Regions from separate parts of the Mus musculus genome. Here all the other regions are linked to region 6. The links are chromatin contacts, called in public HiChIP or PLAC-seq, Micro-C and promoter capture Hi-C maps. All regions are on one chromosome and are shown on one strand. Each heading gives the region's core, a stretch centred on a gene start, on an enhancer-like site or on the middle of the called end of the contact. The rest is flanking DNA. Distances are from core to core; before and after follow the strand shown. Region 1 has its middle 27 kb from the start of Gm34596. Region 2 holds the start of Chst10 (carbohydrate sulfotransferase 10). Region 3 holds the start of Coa5 (cytochrome C oxidase assembly factor 5). Region 4 holds the start of Pdcl3 (phosducin-like 3). Region 5 has its middle 47 kb from the start of Lonrf2. Region 6 holds the start of Rev1 (REV1, DNA directed polymerase). Region 7 has its middle 69 kb from the start of Lonrf2.

Region 1 (2,700 bases), core at 89-2,588, 530 kb after region 6:
CCCAGCACTTGAGAGGTGGAGGCAGGTGGAGGCAGGAGACTGATCACAAGGTGCTCCAAGGCTGTCTAGTAAGCTGAAGGCCAGGTGAGCCACATGAGCTCCTGTCTCAAAACTAAGTGAATACACACTGAAGAAGTCATGAGTGGGAAGTGCCACAAGTGGGGCAGAGGGAACTAGAAGAAGTTAACCCCAGCGTTTGTCATGTAAGGGCTCTATGCTTTGTACCTGAAGAGCACAATACGCAGTTTCCCGAAGACAGCCCTGCAGTGTGCCAAGGAAGCTTTGATAATGTTACAATCAAGCCATGATCCCATGAGGACGTAGACGCTCTCCATATCTCCATACCGGACAGGTCTCCTGTGCACATCAACCACCACCACCAGCACCACCACCACCACCACCAACAACAACAACAACAAAAGACCAGGAAAGGGTTAGCAAGTTGTTTCATGTGCCTCCTGCTTCTAAGAAGCCAATAGAAAAAATGCAACTACCTTCGATGATGGTGAAATGAGAAGCCCAAGCCACAACATGAGCTCTGGAAGATAGATGCTAGATAGATGATTGATGATAGATGATAGATGATAGATGATAGATAGATAGATAGATAGATAGATAGATAGATAGATAGATGATAGACATATAGATGATAGATAAGTAGATGATAGGTGGTAAGAAGATAATAGATTATAGATATGTAGATAAATGGGTAGATGGATGATGGAAAAATGAGATAGATAGATAGATAGATAGATAGATAGATAGATGATGGATGATAGTTAGATGATAGATTATAGATAGATAAATAAATGATGGATGATAGATAAATAGGTAGATAGATGATAGAGAGAGCCATCATCATGGAGGAAGGGGGTTCCAGCCAGCTCCAAACCACTGAGAGTTTTTTTTTTTTTTAAGATTTATTTTTTACTTTGAATTATCTCCGTCTGTGCACACACATGAACGTGTGTCTGAACATATGTGCAGCATGAGCAGAGTCTAGAAGAAGGTATTGGATTCCTGGAGCTGGAGTCACAGGTGGTTTATGAGCCACTCTGCAAGGATTCGGGGAACCAACTCCATCCCTTTGTAAGGTAAACAATGCTGAGCCATCTCTCCAGTCCCTGTGCTGATGAAAGTCCTAATCTATGATGCTTTGAGCAAACTAAAACACTGTTGCTGATGACCTGTGTAAGTTAAACCACTACATTTCAGAAACAAGGACAACCGAACCCTCTGTTTTCACTGTTCTGGCAGCAGCTGCCTCCAGATCTGGAACCTGCGGTGAAAGGGAGTCGGAGCCCTGGGGACCGCCCTCAAAGGGTGTTTTGGGCTGTGGTTTTAGCTGGTTGCTTACACAGTAACAGACGTTGAGGCAGCGAGGTTTTCCACTGGAGAGTTCTGAGCAATCATATGTTATGACTTAGTTTTACAAGAATTCCTCTTGGTCTGGGCTGAGAACCGAGTGGGAGAGGAGGAGTGGGTAAAGTGGGAGCTGAGTTTGAAGAACAGGCTGGATTTTGACTTCTGGTCTTGAATACAGGAAGTAGAGGCAGGGAGAGTGAAAACCGATTTGAATGTGGACACAGATCAAGGCACCTGTGGATGGGATGTGCTGGCCAATCAGATCACATGAGGACACAGAAGGAAAGTAGCGGGAGAGGAGGACAGCTCCGAGTTGCTGGCCTGATGGATGAGAATGGAGCTTTTATGGAGATGTCATGAAACTGCAGGAGAAGCCGGGGTGTTGTTAGGGAAATGATGTTAAGATCATGAAGCAGAAAGCACACTCAACGGTGAGGCTACGTGCAGCAGGACAGCGCATTCATGTCAGGAGAGAGATGGAGGCTGCAGGGCTTTACAGGTCATATGGAGATGGGGTCAGCTGGGGAGTGAATGCAGGGTCTATGGAGTAGAGTGGTCAGAGGATCTCCATCACTGAGAGATATGGAAGTGCTGGAGCCGAGGAACGAACCAAGAAAACGACGTTCTGGAGAGCCAAGACAAGGCGTCTGAGATGCAGATTATCTGTGCCATGTGGGCGAAAGAATCAAGTCTCATGAGGATCCGCCAGGCTTGATCTCCTGCCCCTGTCTTGCTCTGGCTGACTCAAAAAGAGTCCTTTCTCATGGACTAAACTTTCATGTGCGTGGGCGAGCACCAATGTGTTTCTCTCTTCCAGAGATATGTTTATCACCTGGGACTACATGACCACTTGAGTTTTGTCTTTGACAAGGCAAATACTGCACCCTGCTTTTCTTCCTTTTCCAAATACAGCTAGGCAAGTCTCTAACATTCATCAGGAGTTTTCATTGCAATCCTGTGAAGTCCCTTCCCTCCTTAAATAGATGGGGATTTAAATTTAATTTAACCTTTTACCACATATGTATTTAAATTATTTCTTTACATGCATGGGTGTTTTGCTTGCATGTATGTCTGTGCACCACATGTGTGCCTGGTGTGTTTGTAAGCTAGAAGAGGGTGTTAGAGTCCCTGTGTCTAGAATTACAGATGATTGGGGGCTTCCAGGTAGATGGTGGGAATTGAACCCACATCCTCTGAAAGAGCAGCCTGTGCTCTAATCATTGAGATTAGATGACCCTCACTTTATTTTTATATATAAATTTGCTTAGTAAGTGCTGAGTCATTCATATGAAATCCCTAGCTGATTCTGCAGAATTTTTCCCCCTTCAGGCCTGT
Region 2 (2,700 bases), core at 57-2,556, 770 kb after region 6:
CTTTGTTCAACTTTGCAAAAACAAAACAAACAAACAAACAAACAAAACTCTATTTTCCTTTCCGGGAGGGGGCGGCTTTCTTGGGAATTTCTTCTGTTCTTGAGGGTCAAGAGCAAACATGTGAAGATTTTTCTTTTCATCTTGAAACTCCAATTCTGCTTTAAGATAAACTATGTCCTAATTATCCTGGGGACCACTGAAGGTAGAAAGTCATTTCTCTCTTTGTGTCTTTTCTTTTTAACCCAGTCACTTAGAAAAGATGAAGTCGTGGCTAGTGATCAGCAAGCGGGAACGAAGCTGAGCTGTCTCACTTTAAGAATGTCTCAAGACATATCCTGCTCTGGCAGTTCCAATAGACCAGCGCAAAAACCCAACTCCTTGTGGCTAACCAGAACCTGCCTGGCTGAGCTACTTTGTATTCACTGCCCTGCCCTTTCCTGCCTTGAATAGACTTGGAGAACGAAAAAGCACCAGCTTTTGGAAAACCTGTTTCATCTTTCCAGCCAGAAAGTGCAGTAATTGATGCCTAGACCTCCAACTTCTGACAGACCTCTTGGTGAAGGTATGGGCCAGCAAGCAGGACCTGCTCGCAGGCAGAACTCCTTCCCCTAGCGCCCCGGGAGCCGCGCTCAACCGTGCGCTCCTTCGCAAAGGCTGCACAGGTTCCTCCCTCCAGTCCTCCTTCCCAGCACGCTCCTGGGACCCAAGTGGGAAAACATTCTCCTCTTTCCACCCCACCCCACATTTACAAACGCAAGTCTCCATCCCAGGGTGGCAAAGGTAGACGATGGATGGTTCAAGTATCATCGATTCCATTCATCACTGCATCCAGCACAAGGACGCCGCCTCGTTGCATAATTAAGTGATGAAGGCTCTTCCCAGGAATCTCTCCATCCAGGGACGTCTTTAAGTCGCCACAGCACACACCGAGGTAGCTCGCTGAGGAAAACCGAGTCCACCACCCTTCTGTCTACCCGGCAAAGGGGTGGGGGACAGCACTTCATTGAGACCCGCCACCCCCGAGTTCCCAGCTCACCCTCGTACATCGGCGCTCGCGCTCCTCCCAGCCGCTGGCGCTCTGCTCGGGCCTCGCGGGGCCTGTGGGCGTCCCCGGAGCCCCGGAGGCGGGCTCTGCCCAGACCTCCGCACCGCTACCCGCCTACCCTCCTGCAGGGTGCAGGGGTGCAGCCACGCCGGAAGGAGGAAGCCGGGCGCGTGCGAGCTTCGGGGTGCAAGACCGCCGCCCACTGCCGCCCGGGAGTGTGGGCCTGGTCCTGCGCGTCGTCGCCGCCACCGCTGTGCACGCGCGCGCGCGTCCACGTTGCAGGAAGCCAGGAGGACGCACCGCGCACCCACCATCCCAGGCCTCCTGGTCCCCATTGGCCTGTGGAGAAATTGTACAGATGCAGCAACCCAGCCGCACCGCGCAGAAAACACCTTGGAGAAGGCAAAGGAAATCCAAAACTTAGGAAAACGCAACAATGTCAACGACAATGAAACACATAAGTAGATCAACAATCATTCTTTAAAAAAAAAAATTTTTTTTGACCTGAGGAAAGGTCAGATCGCTTGAGCTTTGGTATAGTACAAATCTTTATTCTTCCTTAGTTATTTGCATTTGTTTCTATTCTGTTTTATTTTGTTTTTTCTTTTTTAAAAGACCATGCCTCAATGGAGTGCAGGCTTACCTGTAACTCACTCCGAAGCTCAGGTTGGACTCCAGCGTGAGGCAATCCTCCTTTCTCAGCCTCAGGGATGCAGGGCATGGTAAATGCTAGGTACCACACCTTCCTCTATCCATAGATTTTTTAAAATTACTTTTATTATTTTTATGTTTGCATCTCTGTGTGGGTGTGTATACTTGAATATAGGGCCCACAGAGTCAGGAAAAGTGTGGGATCCCTTCCAGCAAGACTTAAGAGGGAATTGTGAGTTACTCAGTGTGGGTGCTAGGAACTGAACTCAGGTCCTCTGCAAAGGTGGTACCACCTCTTAACTGCTGTGCCATCTCTCCAGCCCCATTCATAGTTTCTTAACAACCCTGATTGGTTACCTGGGCATGGTGGCTCACTTTAATCCCAGTATAGGGAGGCAGAGGTAGGCAAATTCTTGAGTTCTAGTCCAGCCTGGTCTACAGAGCAACTTCCACCAGGTCTACACAGAGAATGTCTCTCTCTCTCTCTCTCTCTCTCTCTCTCTCTCTCTCTCTCCACACACACACACACACACACACACACACACACAGAGAGAGAGAGAGAGAGAGAGAGAGAGAGAGAGAGAGAGAACTGGTTAAGAAATGTCTGGAGAAAAACTTTTACAAACTGGCAGGGTTGGTTTCTCAGTGAACTTATCTCAGTCAGAAGGAGTCATCTGCAGACAGGAAGCCTCCCCAGGAACACAACACAGACAGTGAATGGGGAGTAGACCCCATTATCTCCAAGGCTGTTCTCCTGCCCAGGAGTACTGGGCCAGGCTCCGAGAAGACAGCTTCTGTGTGATTCAGAAGTCCAGTTTCTGTACGTTTCACTCAGAAGCTGTGACTTTTAAAAGGCCCAATTTATGAAGATTATGACTGACTTTTGTCCTGACAATGGCTGGCCAGCCCTTGCCCACCTCACCTCCTGACTCCTCAGTCCCTCCCTCATCTTGCCACCCCTCCTCTGTTCCCCCAGAACTTCTGGTGGGTCTTCCTCAGCTGGC
Region 3 (2,700 bases), core at 124-2,623, 700 kb before region 6:
CACCACCTTATGGCTGCTAGGACCAAATCCTGACCCTCTGTAAGAGCAACAAGTGCTCTTAACCACTGAGCCATCTATTTTCCAGCCCCCAGAGCCTAAGATTTTTAGGACATATCGTCAATGTTTGTATAAGCCTTCCTATGGATGAGAACCATGAATTGGATGTGTTAAAATAAAGACCTTTTAGTGTTAGTACTAAACTCTGTATATAAATGTTAATAGGGAGGGGCTGGCAAAGTGGCTAAGTAAAGAAAATGCTTGCTGTGCATGAGAGCTCCCAGTTCAGCACCCACATAAAGAGCTGGGCATGGTGGCAGAAGTCGTTTATCCCAGAATGGGAGTGGAGCCAAGCAGATCTGGTTAGGCTAGCCAATTAGGTCCACTGACATGCTATCTCAAGTAATAAGGTGGAGGGGCTGGAGAGATGAGTCAGCGGGCAAGAGGCCTTGCTCTTCTGAGGTCAAGGTCAGTAATGGGAAAACCATACTGAGTTCCCTCTGGAAGTTTCAACTTTTCTGGTTTTCCAAGAGTCATAAAATCTTAAGAAGTCTATTTTTGAGAAAGTTCTGAACCTTCTCCCCACTCCCCTTTCTCCTCACTATCCCCCACTGGAAGGTACGTTGTGATCATCTGAGTTCATACCCTACGTTTCTCTGAGCCCTTCTCATTCCTCGCCTGTTTCCCAAGGCAGCACATAGTATAAAGGCTTATGTTGAATTCCTCCCAGAATGCAATGCTATAGGTTTAAGATAGGTTAAAGATCGGCAGAGAGAAACTATGGCACACCATGAGATACTTCCATATTCTAGAAGCCAAGGAACCAAAACTCTCCACCACAGATCAAGTAGCCATGCGGCGCAGGCACAGGCCTTGGCAGCTGCCCTTAGAGTGGGAGTCTCTGGTGGCGCGTGCCAGCACTCAGGGATCGCTTCCTGAACAGAGCTGGCTGAAGGTTTACAAAATCCTTAGGTGGGTAGTAAGTTATCTCCCACTTAACACCAGTAAGAACTGGGGATGCGAGCTCAAGAGACCTGTCCAAAGTCAGGAGCGGACGCGCGACCTCTACCCTCGACGTGACCTCCCCTCGCAGGCCATCATGGAGCCAGTCTTGACTGAGCTCTGCCACCCAGATCCGCTACCTGGAGCACACAGGCAGACTGCAGCAGACATGCACCCAGATCCTCCTTCACGCCCGCACACGCGCCGCCCTCCGGCTTGTCCTCATAATACCGGGGCATGGCGGGGACCCACCGCCCTCACCACACTGGATCACGGCCCTCGGTCACCCCGCACGGCCCGGAAGGGCGTGGGACACGCCCACTGGCAAGCTACCGGCGAGGGTGGGAGAAAGTCTCAACAACTTCCGCCAGGAGTGCGACTCTTCAGGGTATGCGCACGCGTGGCGGAAGTGCGTGTCCGTAACGTAAATACAGAGCGCCGCAAGTGCGGGCTACGTAGCGGGAAGGGAAGTGGCCCCAGCGGCGGCTGGGCTCGGCTGCCCTGGGAAGGTGGCGGTAGTCCCGGGCCCAGGACGAGGCCTCGAGGGCCTTCAGGTGCGGCCTGCTCTGTGTGCGCAGGGTGGCGTTCGTGCCGTCGGCCGTTTCCACGGTTAGCTCGCGACCTGGCGTCTCAGCGGCTGGGCGAGGGACCGGCCGGCGCCCGGCAGCTCGAGTCCTAGGCCCGCCGTGGAGCTGCTGGGTAAAACCAAAGACAGCCGCTTACGTGGGAATCGCAGGATTAGAGCCGTTTTTCTATTCTAAGCAGGTCTGAAATTTTGCAAGGAGACACACACCCTGAAACCTTGTCGTTGCTTGTTCTTAAGTCAAATGTCACTGGGCCGTTTGTATTTTTAGTTGACAGAGGCTTGGGGTAATGGAGACCTGCTGGCGGGGCGGGGCGCCGCGCCGCGCCGCGGAGGGCAGGTAGGCTGGGCGGTGACCAGCAGTCATTTAGCTTCGGACTAGTTGGACTGGCCCCTTCGCGCTGTTATTCCTCCTACCCAGCCATCCTAGGAGTAAAACCATCAAGGAGTGTAATTTTTATTGTCACATTCTGAATAACCAGGGACTTGCTGGCCATCGCCGATGGACTTGTACAAATAAACTGTGTGTCTTACTTTTTCAGTAACCTTGCTTTTAGATTAAACTTTTTGTTTGTTTTAAATCTTGGTCATTACAAACACGGAATTTTGAACCAGTGTTCGGTCATTGTCCCGTGTTAATGAGGACGTCATTGCACACCCCCTTGTGCTGCTTTTTCCTTGGCCTCCATTATCAGTAGTGAGCTACTGCAGCTGTCAAAGGCTTGATTGAGGTGAAGGTTGGGAAACCATCGACTGAAGTTAAGTGCTTGTTTCAGGTGATACAGGAGTTTGTGGTACTGCCTTGATGGCATTACCCTTGGCCAGCCCCTAGACAAGCCCCAGAACCAACTCTATAGCTTCTGGCCCCTAATCCTTTCTGAAGGTGGCAAGAGAAAACGTCATAGCGCTGACGAGGAGTTCTAGTAGCCAAATAATTACATTTAAGATTACATCTAAGAGAAATGTTCTCATTCCATCTAGGAAGATGCTACCAAGTACTTCCTTGAGTTCTTCGATGCACGGGAATGGAGTATTAAATTCCAGGGATGCAGCAAGGCACACGGCTGGAGCAAAACGCTACAAGTACCTCAGAAGGCTCTTTCGATTTCGGCAGATGG
Region 4 (2,700 bases), core at 56-2,555, 860 kb after region 6:
AGACAATGAGTTAACAGGGGATTGTTCTGAAGCACACCTGCTGTAAAAAGCAACTGGGAACATTATTTCCAATACACCAGGATACATCTTTCAGTGGATCCACCTGGAGCAAGGAAAGGGCAAACCACACCTGCTTTACTGCTGTGCGGTGGAGAGAAGCCTGTGATCAAAGTCCCTCAAGTTAAACTATCTCACAAACTGATTTTGGAAGTGAAAACTGGGAAAATTCATTCACAACACTAGGCAAATTAATTAACACTTTAAAAGGTCTGTCTGTAATCTGGTTGGAATGTGTTGGGTTAAATTAAATCCATGCTCCTTGTTTTTTTCAGGGAATAGTGTAATTTTTTTTCTATATTAGTGATTATTCCCCAGAAATTATCAGTTCCGAGTCCTCAGCTGCAGGGATTTAAGTTGTCTGGAAATAACACCTTAGTGTAACTGTAGTTTTTGTTTGTTTTTATAGACAGAGGTTCACTCTCTAGCCCTGGCTGGGTCTCCTGAGTATTGGAATTATAGATGTGAACTACCACACCTAGACACCTGCAGTTTTGAAAGCTCCTTGGTAATTCCAAAGTGTACCCACGGTGTGTGCTTGAGCAGAGGCAGCAAGGTAGTCCAGGGCTGTGGAAGGCCTTTTAACTCCCGTGCTCTCAGTTCCAGCTCCGAATGCTGTGGATCGCCCTGGAGCCTGTGCTTTTGCTCAGGGTCACACGAGTCTGGTATTAACCAGAGAAAATGATTCTCACTGTGGCCTTTTCCTTTTGTGAGGGTGAAGGGGCGTGGAGCCCAGGCGTTCCCCACTCCACCGGTTTCTCAAATCTGATGCTGTAACCGCAGAGGTTAGACTATGCTCTAAACAAACCCAGTGAGCTCAGTAAACAAACCCAATAAGCAATTCATCCCATTCAACAGAGAAGGTGTGTGACCTCCAGGTGACCCGGGTCACTTTTAATCCTAGCATCGGGTCACTGTCAGGCAATTCTGCTTCCGACAGGCTCCGATTGGCGGCCCGGGAAGTCGCAGAACCTATGCTTACCTCGGGTCAGCCCCAAACAACCAGCCACTTTCCCTAACAAGGTAGCGCCTGGACATGGCCCGAATGACGTCACCCTATAGTCCCACCCACCGGAGGCACGGCCTGTCATTCCAACGCTCTCAGCCTTCGCCCGGGTTCCTGAGGACCAGGCGCAGACTCCAGTCTTCACTTCCTCCTTGGCTCCGCCCTTTTCGTGCCTGGGGGCGGGGAGAAGACCGGAGGGGGCGGTGCCGCGCGTGCGCGGAGAGGAGCGGAGGGGCTGGGGCAGAGGGCTGGTTTGAGTGACTGAAGGCAAGATGCAGGTGAGTGTGGCGAGCTCGGGACCCCAAGTCTGCGGTCGTTTGGCTTGGTGGGCTCGCGCCAGACCCGGAGCCGGGTCTACATGGATTAGTTACAGAACTCGGCGGACTGCGGGGAGGCCCGGCGCAGGCGCACTGCGAGAGGGCGGGTGCGGTCCCTCCGGCCTCCTGGGCTGGGCACTCCTGCTCCGGTGCGTCCTGCCCCGCAAATCTCTGTCCTTTGGTAGGCACCGGACTTTGGGCTCGTTCTCCTCCAGGCCTGATGAAGGCCCCGACCCTCCTGCCATCTAGAGCTGACTCTAGATGGTCCGTTGGGAGTGCTTTCTGGTTTCCAGATCTGAACTCTAGGCCTCACGACTATTGTTAATTTCTAATATGAAGAAAGGTGGAACTCCTTAGCAATTTTTTTTCCTTTTTTGAGCTGGAATTAGACAAAAGCCCAAAGAAAGTGTGTTAGAGAACCGCATCGGAATAGCCTTAGAAGAGCAAAAGTATGCGTCAGCCACTTTGTCGCCAACCTTCTATGTGGCTGTGTTTAAGGATTCTGAAGAGTCTGGATGGAGGGTAGATGGACCGTGTAGTTGTGGGCTCCGGCTTAAGAGACAGACCTTGGGGACTGGAGGGGGTGGTCATCTACACATTCAGCAAGCCGGCCACACCTACACCTGGGAGGCAAGAACAGGCTCAAGTAAAGGGATATACCTAGTATTTTGTGCTTACTAAACATTAGCCGTCAGGAGTGACTCTGGAGCAGGCCAGGCGTCTGCTATTCTCAGATTTATCCTTTAGACTCTAAAGCTTAGGGAAGTCTGTGGGTCTAGCCACAGTCTTCCTCTTCCCCAAGTCTACTGCAGGCTCTCAGGACAGACAGATGGTCAGTCAGCATGTCACAGCGTTTTTGCATTTTCAGGTCCCTCTGCCTGGAATGTAACTTCCTTTGGTCTCCAGGTTCCTCTCGTTGGGGAAGAGTTCTCAGGACTCAGATAAACCTTCTTTAATTAGTGCGTAGCTCTGACCTGTTGTTTAGAGAGGCCCAGCTTCAAGCAGACACCTTTCATGGTTTATGTAGGGTTAGCCAGTCGTCTCCTGGTGTTTTGGGGTTTTGTTTGTTTGTTTGTTTTTTCTGAAGCTGAAATGCGCAGGTTTCTGGTTAAGACAGTGTTTGCTGTATCGTTGCGTAGCTCTGACCTGTTGTTTAGAGAGGCCCAGCTTCAAGCAGACACCTTTCATGGTTTATGTAGGGTTAGCCAGTCGTCTCCTGGTGTTTTGGGGTTTTGTTTGTTTGTTTGTTTTTTCTGAAGCTGAAATGCGCAGGTTTCTGGTTAAGACAGTGTTTGCTGTATCGTTGGCGGTCACTTCTCA
Region 5 (2,700 bases), core at 167-2,666, 660 kb after region 6:
CCAAGAGGACTCACCCAAGAAATCTTAAAATTTGAGATCTCCTGTAGCCCTTGTGTTAGCTGACTGACAAAGAGATTGTAGGACAGAGAACTCACAGCTAGACTCTGACATACTGTTAATTGGAGACTAAGCAGAAATAATGGCACGTTAACAATGTAGCCCACTGGGAAAATGGAGTTGTCGTTATGACCAGATCTTTCAAACTAACCTCTTCCATCAGAAGTGCAAGTCTGCCCATGTCTTCCAAGGAAGGGAATTGTCTTGGGAAGGTCTGGGCGAGCACTGTGAAGCCTTTTGTTGTGGAATCTTAGCTCAAACTTGTCATCCAAATCTTACTTGATCCAAATCTTACCTGTAGCTAGTACCCTGGTTTCTGCCCTTGCAGTGCCTCAGAATTTCCAGTAGGTGGCACAAGCTACACCTCTCTACTCATCTGTCTTCCCACTAGAACTTAATTGAAAAGATGCTCACTTCTTCCTTTTCCCCTCCTTTCTCGTCACCTGTCTCCCATCTTTCTCTTTGACCAAAAAGAAAATAACATACAAACCAACCAAACAAACAAACTCCAAAAACAAACAAACACTCAGACTTTCTGTTGATTTGGCTGTGAGGATTAATTCAAAGGGGGCCACATGCAAAAGGGAAATGCTACCTTTAAAGATCATGGGGCAGGCAAGAAATGCCACAATGAACTCTTCTGAGTGGCCACTGGCTCTTGTCAGCCATACCTGTAACTGCTTTCACTTTTCAAAATTCACCTTGTACCAGGGACACCTGGATGCTGAGCCTCCTTTGCTTTTGACTACACCAGACAACATCCAATCCCAAATCCTACCTGGTAAACAGCAGTCAAAACAGACTGGTCAGTTCCCCCTAGACACCCCTCAGACAGTCTAGAAAGGCTGACTGGCTTTTTTCTCTTGAGGACCCTGCATGAATCTCCAGCATCGATGAGCATATGTAAAGACTGGGAACCCATGTGGACTCCAGATGTTGACAAACAGTAGAGGGAGGATATATCGGTTTGCTTTTCTGTTGCTGTATTTAAATACTGACCAAAACTAACTTGAAGAGGAAAGGGTTTATTTTAGCTTACAAGTCCATACTCAAGGAAACCCTAGGCAGGAGCTCAAAGGCAGGAATCGAGAGACAGGAACAGCAGAGACAATCCGGGAGCACTGTTTACTGCTTTGCTTCCCCTCCATTTCTGATGCGGCCAGTAGGCATTGCTCAGATAGATACTAGCTTTTGTTTTCACCACAGGCTGCAGCCTGCACATTCCGCAGCTGGGAAAGATGTTACAGCTGGAGCGCACCAGATGGACTCTGGTGCGCAGAATGGTTATTAAAGCGAGCCCCTGGAACTGACACTGATGGAAGGGAAGGGGAGGCGGTGTGGGTCAAGGGAGCAGTCAAGTCACAATGCCAGGCCATCAATAAGCTCAGTCACCAGAATGATCCCTCGGTGATGGCCCGTGGCAGGCAGAGCCCAGCCTTGATAGACCCATATTGATTAGGCTCAGATGTGAGCTGTTCAGAATGCAGAATGACCACAGGCAAGGCAGCTCTCTGTGGCTCAGCCAGCTCTGCTAAAAGGAGCAGAGAGCAGGGGCTTGTATACAGGCAGCATGGGCAGCAGCCATCAAGCAGGGCTTAATCATAAGAGCCAGGAAGGTGCATTATGTGTGCTAGCTACAGTCCACCCTAAGCCCCTCTGGTTTCTCTTGCAAGATCCCTGTTGACTTATCTTCTCAGGGGAAACTTGAGGAGGATGGGGAGAGGGTACATGACTCAGCAGCAGAACAGCTTCTCAGTCACACAGGAATTCCTGTATCTGTTTTCTGGGGCCTTAGAAAAAGAAAATAGTAGAAAGGAAGTTGAATGCCAACATCTTTGGCTGTGTTGTTGTAGAGACCCAGGGCTATCATTTGTGTCTCACAGTTTGCATCTATAGGGTCTGGTCTAGCCTCGTCCTCAGCTATGCCTCAGATATCCCCAATGGCTTTCCTGAGAGGTGTGAGCCCCTCATCCTTCAGCTACACTTAGCTACAACCATCCACACTGAACAAGCGCTATCTCAGGAGTCACTTCTGTTCTGCAAGTCTTCTCTTCCTCATTGTGCTGTGTAAGGGCTGCTGGCACCCCCTTCCCCTTCCTGGCTAGACAACCACCTTTCCCATCAGGAGGACAACTGTTCCTGGTCTTCCTTAAGTGCCCATATTGAAATGGCAATGTGTGGTTCAACTGGTCTCTTGCCATGTTTTCTGACAGAAGTCTCCCTTGAGAGCCAGGCACTTTCATCTTGAAAGCATGCACCCAGGGTGACAGGAAGCAGAAATGTTCCAAGAAATTCCTGGGAGTTTGAGGCACCGCTCCTCGGTTCTCCTGAATGGGAGCAGAGTACTGTATAAAGCTGATCGACTCTAAGAGCCTCCTGCATCTCGGCGGAGAGTGGCATTCTGTCCTTGCATCTCTGAGTTGGCCCTGTGCCCTTAACAGACCTCATTGACTGTGAGCCAGGATGGTTCATGAGATGTTGTCCCCTGGTTCCAGCTGGTTCTCACACCTTTATTCTGTAAGGAAGATCTCCAGGCCTTTGACAGTGACACAGATAGCCAATGCTAGCTAGACAAGCATGCTAGGAGCACCCTGGTGGCACTTCTGAAGGGCTCTGTGGTCAGAACAGGCAAGGGAATCTATT
Region 6 (2,700 bases), core at 35-2,534:
CGAGTGCACTCGTGCAGACTGAAGTCCTGGATGGAGAGCTCCAGGTAAGCTTCCAAGTGTCCATCACAGGTAGCACTGGAAGGGCCGGAAGGGTATTCTAGCAGCATTTGCCTGGGCAAAGCCCGGTCAATATGGGAAAGCAAACTTATGGAGTCTTGCTAAGCTGAGCTAATGCGCACTCCATAGGAACAAGATTGTGGTATTATTACTCTACGTAAAGGAAGAACAGGTACTAGAGAAGCCAGAGACCAAGCAAATAATTTAAGAGCTGTTACATAGCCCTTAATAGTTACAAATCCTTTTTATGAGGTCTCTTGTTTTTATCTACATACCATTTCTACTTTATACCCAAGAAACACCAAAAAACACACGGTGAAATCCTAGGCATGTATCACCTGTAGTGTTTTTTTAAACAATCAAGGAACGATACTACAGGAAAGTCCGGGCTTTGCAAACCCGGGACAGGAAGAGTCTCCAAACAAACAAGTGCCCCCTCGGTGCACCCCGACTGTTATTATAACAGCACACCCAAGTGTGAACTGAGCACCTGTACAAACACTTGGGGACAGGTGTCCTGCACATGAAGGGGACAGATAAGTGACAAGGGAAAAGGAGTGAGAGAAACACTGCCTCCGGGATGCCTAAGAGCAAGGCAGAGGGGAGAAGCCGATGCACCGGGGACGAGCGAAGACCCGCGGCGCGGGCCCCGGGTGCCCCCTGCCACGTTCTGCAAACGCTGGCGGAGCGGACACTCGAACGCGCGAGGGAATGAATGGCCGGCCAGGCGCCGGCGCAGGAGGAACCGGTGACTTGCGACGCCAGCGGCGGGACTCGGAGGCAGGGCCGCGGGCGCCCCGATCGGCGCGCGACGGAGCGCCGGGTGTGGAGCGGGAACGGGAGGTCACGCGTTACATAACCCGGCGGCCGGAGGCGCAGGGGCGACGCGGCGCGGCAGGCAGGAGGCCTCGCGGCAGCACCGCGAGCCCCCGGCCTCGGCGCCTCGGGCCGCTCGTGCGGCGGAGGCGGGGACGGCGGAGGCTCGGTACCCCTCCCCCACCCGCCGGCCCGGGGGTCGCTCACCTTCCGCGCCGCCCCAGGCCACCATGCCCGGGCCCAGCCGCTTCCTCGGGCCTCGCGGGCGCCGCCGTCGTTCAGTGTCCTCCCCGCGGCTGAGGGGAACGCCGGGGAAGGCAACCGGTCAGGCGGCCGCCCAGCCGCACCGCACCGCACCGCGGCCCACGCTCCCTCAGTCGCTGCGCCCGCCTCGCGCCTCCGCGGCAGCTCCGCCCCTCCCCCGCCGCTCCTCTGGCGCGCGCCCGGCTCCCCCTCCCATCCACACCGCGGCCCGCTGGCCCGGCCCCGCACGCACTCACCGGGCGCGGCGCACGCGCGCTGCTCGCGCCCGGCCCGAGGCGACCCCGGCCCCGCCCTCCTCTCGCGCCGGCGCCCGCGGGGAGGGGGGGTGGAGAGCAGCGCCTCGGCTGCACGTGACCGTGCGGCTGGCTGGGCGGAGGTGGCGCGGGACCCGCCGCATCACCACGCTGCCTCCCGCCGGGGCCGGCTAGCTAATGGTGCTGCAGCGACGCGCAGCCGCGCCCCGCCGTGCCCCGCCCCGCCCCGCCCCGCCCGGGCTCCCCAGCCGCCGCGGAGGGCGCGGGTGCCGGGACTAACCGGGTAGACGACCGCGCAGGGTCGGCCGAGGCGCGAAACGCGTCGCCGCACCGCGCTCCGATTGATGTGCGGCGCCACCTAGCGGCGGCCAGGACGCTCACAGGCTAGCACATGCTCGGTCGGCGAGCGGAGAACCGCGGCCCACACGGGTCTGCGGGAATGCCAGGTCACTTGCTGGCAGCCAGCTAGGCTGTGTCCAGACACGACGTCCCTCACAATCTTACCACTGCCGGTCCTGTGCTCTACCTGCCTTTCCCACTTGCAACACACAGACCTGAAGAAAATTGCTTTCCCTTGTGATGGTTAAAAACAAACAAACAAAAACAAAAAACCAGCAGCTACACAATTTATTCGTGGATGTTAAATACACCTAGCAAAAAAGAAAAAAAACAGTCTCTTAAGGCCCATTTCCCCCGCCTCTGTAGTGTCTGTTCAATGGGAGACTGCATGGTTATTGTGATAGTCTTTATTGTTGGAATGCTCAAACATTAAGCCAACCAACTCCTCGCCCTAGACTGAACACTTTTGTTCCTTCCCCACCTTAAGACTTTTGAAAGGAGTTTGCAGGCACTTAGAAAACAGTAGTACTCTTTTTAAAACTGACTTTGCAAACCTGAGGTTCCTTTCCCAGAGAGACAGGAGATAATCGAAATCTCTCTCTCTCTTTCTGTGTATGTATATGTACATGGGAAATATATATATCTGTCTCGATTTTAACCTCTCCCCCTTTGCTCCACTTGCTCGCTCTCCTTTATGAATTCAACTTCAGTATTCCCTCCCAGCTCTGTTTCTCTGGACCCACAATTGAAGAGCTAGATACAGTGTAACTGCAGGAGTTTCAGAACGAGCTGCAACACCACCAGCTTGTGTTCGGAAATACCGCTGGGCGGGAAATGAGGCTTGTGAGGAGTTTTGAAAAACTGTCTCTACACAGCAGTTATTTCCAATGAGAAAAACACCAAAACTTTATTTTTGAGACTGAAAAATAACTTGTGAATACTTTTCCTCTTCTTTCATAATCAAAGATTA
Region 7 (2,700 bases), core at 151-2,650, 640 kb after region 6:
AATTGTATAAGACATAAATGTTATACCACTAGCACCAACAGAATCAAGCGCTTCTTTTTTCTTTCTTCCTTCCTTCCTTTCTTTCTTCCTTTCTTTCTTTCTTTCTTTCTTTCTTTCTTTCTTTCTTTCTTTCTTTCTTCCTTCCTTCCTTCCTTCCTTCCTTCCTTCCTTCCTTCCTTCCTTTTTCTCTTCCTTCCTTCCTTTCCTTTTTTCTTTTAATGAAGCTGCCAACTAAGTTGAAAATCCTTTTCATCCTAGCTGCTGCACAGGAGGATGAATGAGGTGAGCTGAGAGCCCCAGCCGCAGACACCACAGACCCAGCAGACACTTCCCAGTAGCAGCACTCCCTGGGGATGCTATTAGTGTCCTGGGTTCTTGTACAGCGAGGGAGACAGGAGAGACTGATTACTATTCAGATCAGCCTCCAGGCCAAGACTGTCTGGAGCTGGCATCTCAGGTAAGTAAAAGGCAGACACTGTGGGCTCAGCACACCCTACACATACACACACACACACACACACACACACACACACACACACACACACTCCGGAGTTGAAAAGGCACAGCTGCTTCTCCAGTGTGTGTGGCTGATTTCTGGGAAACGCCTCTGGCCAATCCCCTCACCAACAAAATAAAAACAACAAACAAACAAACAAACAAAGCCCCGAAGGATGCATATTTGCTGTTTTGCTCTCTCAGCATCCTTTCCACAGCTACCATTCATGACCCCACCTCTATCAAGAGGTCTTCAAGACCTTTCGCTTGTCTTCTGGGAGAGGGCCTCTTACACTGTGACACTGTCCACCCAACTCATCAGGAAAGAATGGACAGCGGCAGCAAGGTCGCTGGCTCTCAAGGGTCAACACAATCCATCAAGTCATTTAAAGTGAGTCCTTGTCTCATACAAAATCCCATTTCCTTGAGTATCAACCCAGCTTTATCTAAACCTCCATCTTCAAGCTGGCTTGTAGGGAGCAGAAGGGCCGTGGTCCATGGGAGTTCAGCCCCCCTCCCCTCGGGAATGTCGGTCTGTGTAAGACTAAACCGTGCTGTATAAATCTTGTCCAGGAAAAGAAAGGAACGGTTGTGGGAGTAGAGTTACCCCAGCTGCTGGGGCCCCATGCGCATGCGCACAGCCCTGGGAGATCAGAGGGGAGCCAGACCGATTGATTCCTGGCCCACAGCGCCCTGTGTGAAGCAAACCCTCCTCAGATTTCTAAGGTTTCCAGGAGGGCAGGTTGGATGGGAGCCTTGCAGTGCTGAGGAGACTGAAGGATGCATTCTACCATGTGGCTCCAAAGATAAGTTGGGGGCGGCAGACTGGATAACAAGCTAGACTCCCTTCTACTTCTGATAAGATAGAGGGCCTCTGTCTTTGAACGTGTTATTAATACTCTGCTCAGTTCTGTGGCCAGTGGGAGAGCGGTGAGCCCGTTCCTTTCATCAGGGTAGCTAGGGCCTCCCCAGGGCTATGGGAGGGAGGTTATAGACAGAGCCCTGGGCCCACGATACCATTCAACATCTGGCTTCTTTCTTGGGCTCTTGGGAGTTTGTGCCCCCCCCCCTCCAAGCCCCAGCTTAGCCTTGAGGCTTCTGCCACAAATGTCTCCCTTGCTATGTAACCAGGTTTAATAAAACATGGATATTGTATAATAAATACTGCATTTTCATGAATCTGCCCGTGAGATCAAGTGCTGTGCTAGAAAATATTATGAAATATGTATCACAATCTCTTACAGCCTCCTCCGAGCATTTTATATAAATCGCTACCTGTCAGAAGGGTTTGTGGAGAGAATCGGGGACTCCATGGAAGGCCCACAGCTTTTCTCTGTTGCTATGAGATATTAATATATTAGCATAACGTTTTTAAAAATGCAAATCCGCCCCTGGTATTCATACACTCTGAGTGGCACCCTAAGAAACACGCCTTCCATCCACTTGAGCAATCACCGCTCCTGGCCCCAGCCCCGCTCCCTGCAAGACCCCTTGCCAAGCAGCAGCCAAAATCTGCTCGACAGTGCCCTCTACTGGCGGGGAATAAGAACTTGCTTCCTCCGCTGCGAGGCTCCTCTTTTTTAAAAGGGTCAGGATCACTTTCTCTGCATCTTCTCTCTCCTTACCTCGCCTTGTCTTCAAGTGAAAGAACTTGTTCTTTAGACCTAGTTAAGGGTGTCACGGACCCTCCTCCTCACACACGCCCGTATGCATCCCCTCTACATGCCCCCTTTTTGCTTTCTTGTGACTCGCTTGAGTTTTTCTGGGAAAACTCTTACCCATTTTCCAGCCTTTTCCCTTCCATTTAGAAGCCAAATACCAACAACAAACCCCAGGATTTTTTTTTTAATGCAAATTTTGTGTTGGTGATGTGAGAGTGCGCAGAGCATGTGCCTGTCTTTTGCCGCGGAGGGAAAAGCAGCATTGCTTCGGTGCCCTCCATATCTGAAGCTCTGGAAAGTTCCTAAAGAAGGTTTTTTTTCCTCCTCATTCTGCTTCTGAAGTGAAACCAACCCACAGCATTGGATGGAGATGCACTTTTGAATATACTGCTGTACTCAACCCGATTATTTTTCTGCTGACCTCCATAACAAAACCTGCTTTGCTGACGCTCTGGCCTAACTCACTGAGAACAGGGCATCCAGCTGTTTGCTAACTGTTCTAAAATGTTGCAAGTTACAATGTATTCCTGGTGTTCTGTCCACA

What was found. Promoter capture Hi-C pulls out the DNA fragments that hold promoters and counts their contacts. Hi-C and Micro-C count contacts between places; a contact is called where the count stands out from the background. HiChIP or PLAC-seq counts read pairs in DNA pulled down with a chosen protein or histone mark. Capture Hi-C pulls out chosen DNA fragments and counts their contacts.
Region 1: a Micro-C map of the G1E-ER4 cell line shows a contact between it and region 6, with 4 times the contacts expected there. The contact joins the enhancer-like site here to the promoter of Rev1 in region 6. A contact is called at or near these places in 2 of 39 promoter capture datasets (both in the C10 cell line), 1 of 484 Hi-C or Micro-C datasets (the G1E-ER4 cell line) and 1 of 115 datasets of contacts at active chromatin or transcription factors (embryonic forebrain).
Region 2: an H3K4me3 HiChIP or PLAC-seq map of embryonic stem cells shows a contact between it and region 6, with 4 times the contacts expected there. The contact joins the promoter of Chst10 here to the promoter of Rev1 in region 6. A contact is called at or near these places in 7 of 39 promoter capture datasets (the 3T3-L1 cell line, cranial neural crest, embryonic stem cells and 2 more), 2 of 484 Hi-C or Micro-C datasets (both in embryonic stem cells) and 4 of 115 datasets of contacts at active chromatin or transcription factors (astrocytes, embryonic forebrain, embryonic stem cells and 1 more).
Region 3: a promoter capture Hi-C map of liver shows a contact between it and region 6, with 5 times the contacts expected there. The contact joins the promoter of Coa5 here to the promoter of Rev1 in region 6. A contact is called at or near these places in 4 of 39 promoter capture datasets (the C10 cell line, erythroid cells, liver and 1 more), 2 of 484 Hi-C or Micro-C datasets (CD4 T cells and embryonic stem cells) and 1 of 9 other capture datasets (liver).
Region 4: a promoter capture Hi-C map of liver shows a contact between it and region 6, with 2.1 times the contacts expected there. The contact joins the promoter of Pdcl3 here to the promoter of Rev1 in region 6. A contact is called at or near these places in 6 of 39 promoter capture datasets (the 3T3-L1 cell line, 3T3-L1-derived adipocytes, the HPC-7 cell line and 2 more), 1 of 484 Hi-C or Micro-C datasets (embryonic stem cells), 3 of 115 datasets of contacts at active chromatin or transcription factors (astrocytes, epiblast stem cells and trophoblast stem cells) and 2 of 9 other capture datasets (adipose tissue and liver).
Region 5: an H3K4me3 HiChIP or PLAC-seq map of neural tube shows a contact between it and region 6, with 5 times the contacts expected there. The contact joins the enhancer-like site here to the promoter of Rev1 in region 6. A contact is called at or near these places in 19 of 39 promoter capture datasets (the 3T3-L1 cell line, 3T3-L1-derived adipocytes, the C10 cell line and 13 more), 1 of 15 datasets of contacts at CTCF or cohesin (large pre-B cells), 3 of 484 Hi-C or Micro-C datasets (the HPC-7 cell line, cortical neurons and granulocyte-monocyte progenitors), 20 of 115 datasets of contacts at active chromatin or transcription factors (the 230-238 cell line, the NIH/3T3 cell line, the SCID.adh cell line and 14 more) and 1 of 9 other capture datasets (embryonic stem cells).
Region 7: an H3K4me3 HiChIP or PLAC-seq map of embryonic limb bud shows a contact between it and region 6, with 4 times the contacts expected there. The contact joins the enhancer-like site here to the promoter of Rev1 in region 6. A contact is called at or near these places in 11 of 39 promoter capture datasets (the C10 cell line, the HPC-7 cell line, cranial neural crest and 7 more), 1 of 15 datasets of contacts at CTCF or cohesin (large pre-B cells) and 14 of 115 datasets of contacts at active chromatin or transcription factors (SST interneurons, acute myeloid leukemia, embryonic basal ganglia and 9 more).

Annotation. Positions count from the first base shown.
Region 1 is chr1:38,656,458-38,659,157 of GRCm38.p6, forward strand. No RefSeq gene overlaps it. Among named protein-coding and RNA genes, the nearest start is that of Gm34596, 27 kb to the left of the region's middle. Within about 2 kb of position 1,339, at least 73 of the 459 cell types and tissues checked have an H3K27ac peak or open chromatin away from gene starts, as enhancers often do. A contact at or near this core is called in the G1E-ER4 cell line, where this site is marked.
Region 2 is chr1:38,896,854-38,899,553 of GRCm38.p6, forward strand. It overlaps Chst10 (carbohydrate sulfotransferase 10), which reads right to left and starts at 1,307. Exons shown (of 7, transcript NM_145142.2): 1 at 1,037-1,307. It overlaps Gm51581, which reads left to right. Exons shown (of 3, transcript XM_030243909.1): 2 at 549-780; 3 at 864-2,097. The coding sequence ends at 1,497.
Region 3 is chr1:37,428,730-37,431,429 of GRCm38.p6, forward strand. Coa5 (cytochrome C oxidase assembly factor 5) reads right to left here and starts at 1,374. Exons shown (of 3, transcript NM_198006.4): 1 at 1,140-1,374. The coding sequence starts at 1,238. It overlaps Unc50 (unc-50 homolog), which reads left to right and starts at 1,410. Exons shown (of 6, transcript NM_026123.4): 1 at 1,410-1,764; 2 at 2,564-2,700. The coding sequence starts at 2,568.
Region 4 is chr1:38,986,509-38,989,208 of GRCm38.p6, forward strand. Pdcl3 (phosducin-like 3) reads left to right here and starts at 1,306. Exons shown (of 6, transcript NM_026850.4): 1 at 1,306-1,341. The coding sequence starts at 1,336.
Region 5 is chr1:38,788,740-38,791,439 of GRCm38.p6, forward strand. No RefSeq gene overlaps it. Among named protein-coding and RNA genes, the nearest start is that of Lonrf2, 47 kb to the right of the region's middle. Within about 2 kb of position 1,417, at least 17 of the 459 cell types and tissues checked have an H3K27ac peak or open chromatin away from gene starts, as enhancers often do. A contact at or near this core is called in neural tube, where this site is marked.
Region 6 is chr1:38,128,382-38,131,081 of GRCm38.p6, forward strand. Rev1 (REV1, DNA directed polymerase) reads right to left here and starts at 1,285. Exons shown (of 23, transcript NM_019570.4): 1 at 1,081-1,285.
Region 7 is chr1:38,766,036-38,768,735 of GRCm38.p6, forward strand. No RefSeq gene overlaps it. Among named protein-coding and RNA genes, the nearest start is that of Lonrf2, 69 kb to the right of the region's middle. Within about 2 kb of position 1,401, at least 71 of the 459 cell types and tissues checked have an H3K27ac peak or open chromatin away from gene starts, as enhancers often do. A contact at or near this core is called in embryonic limb bud, neural tube and second pharyngeal arch cranial neural crest, where this site is marked.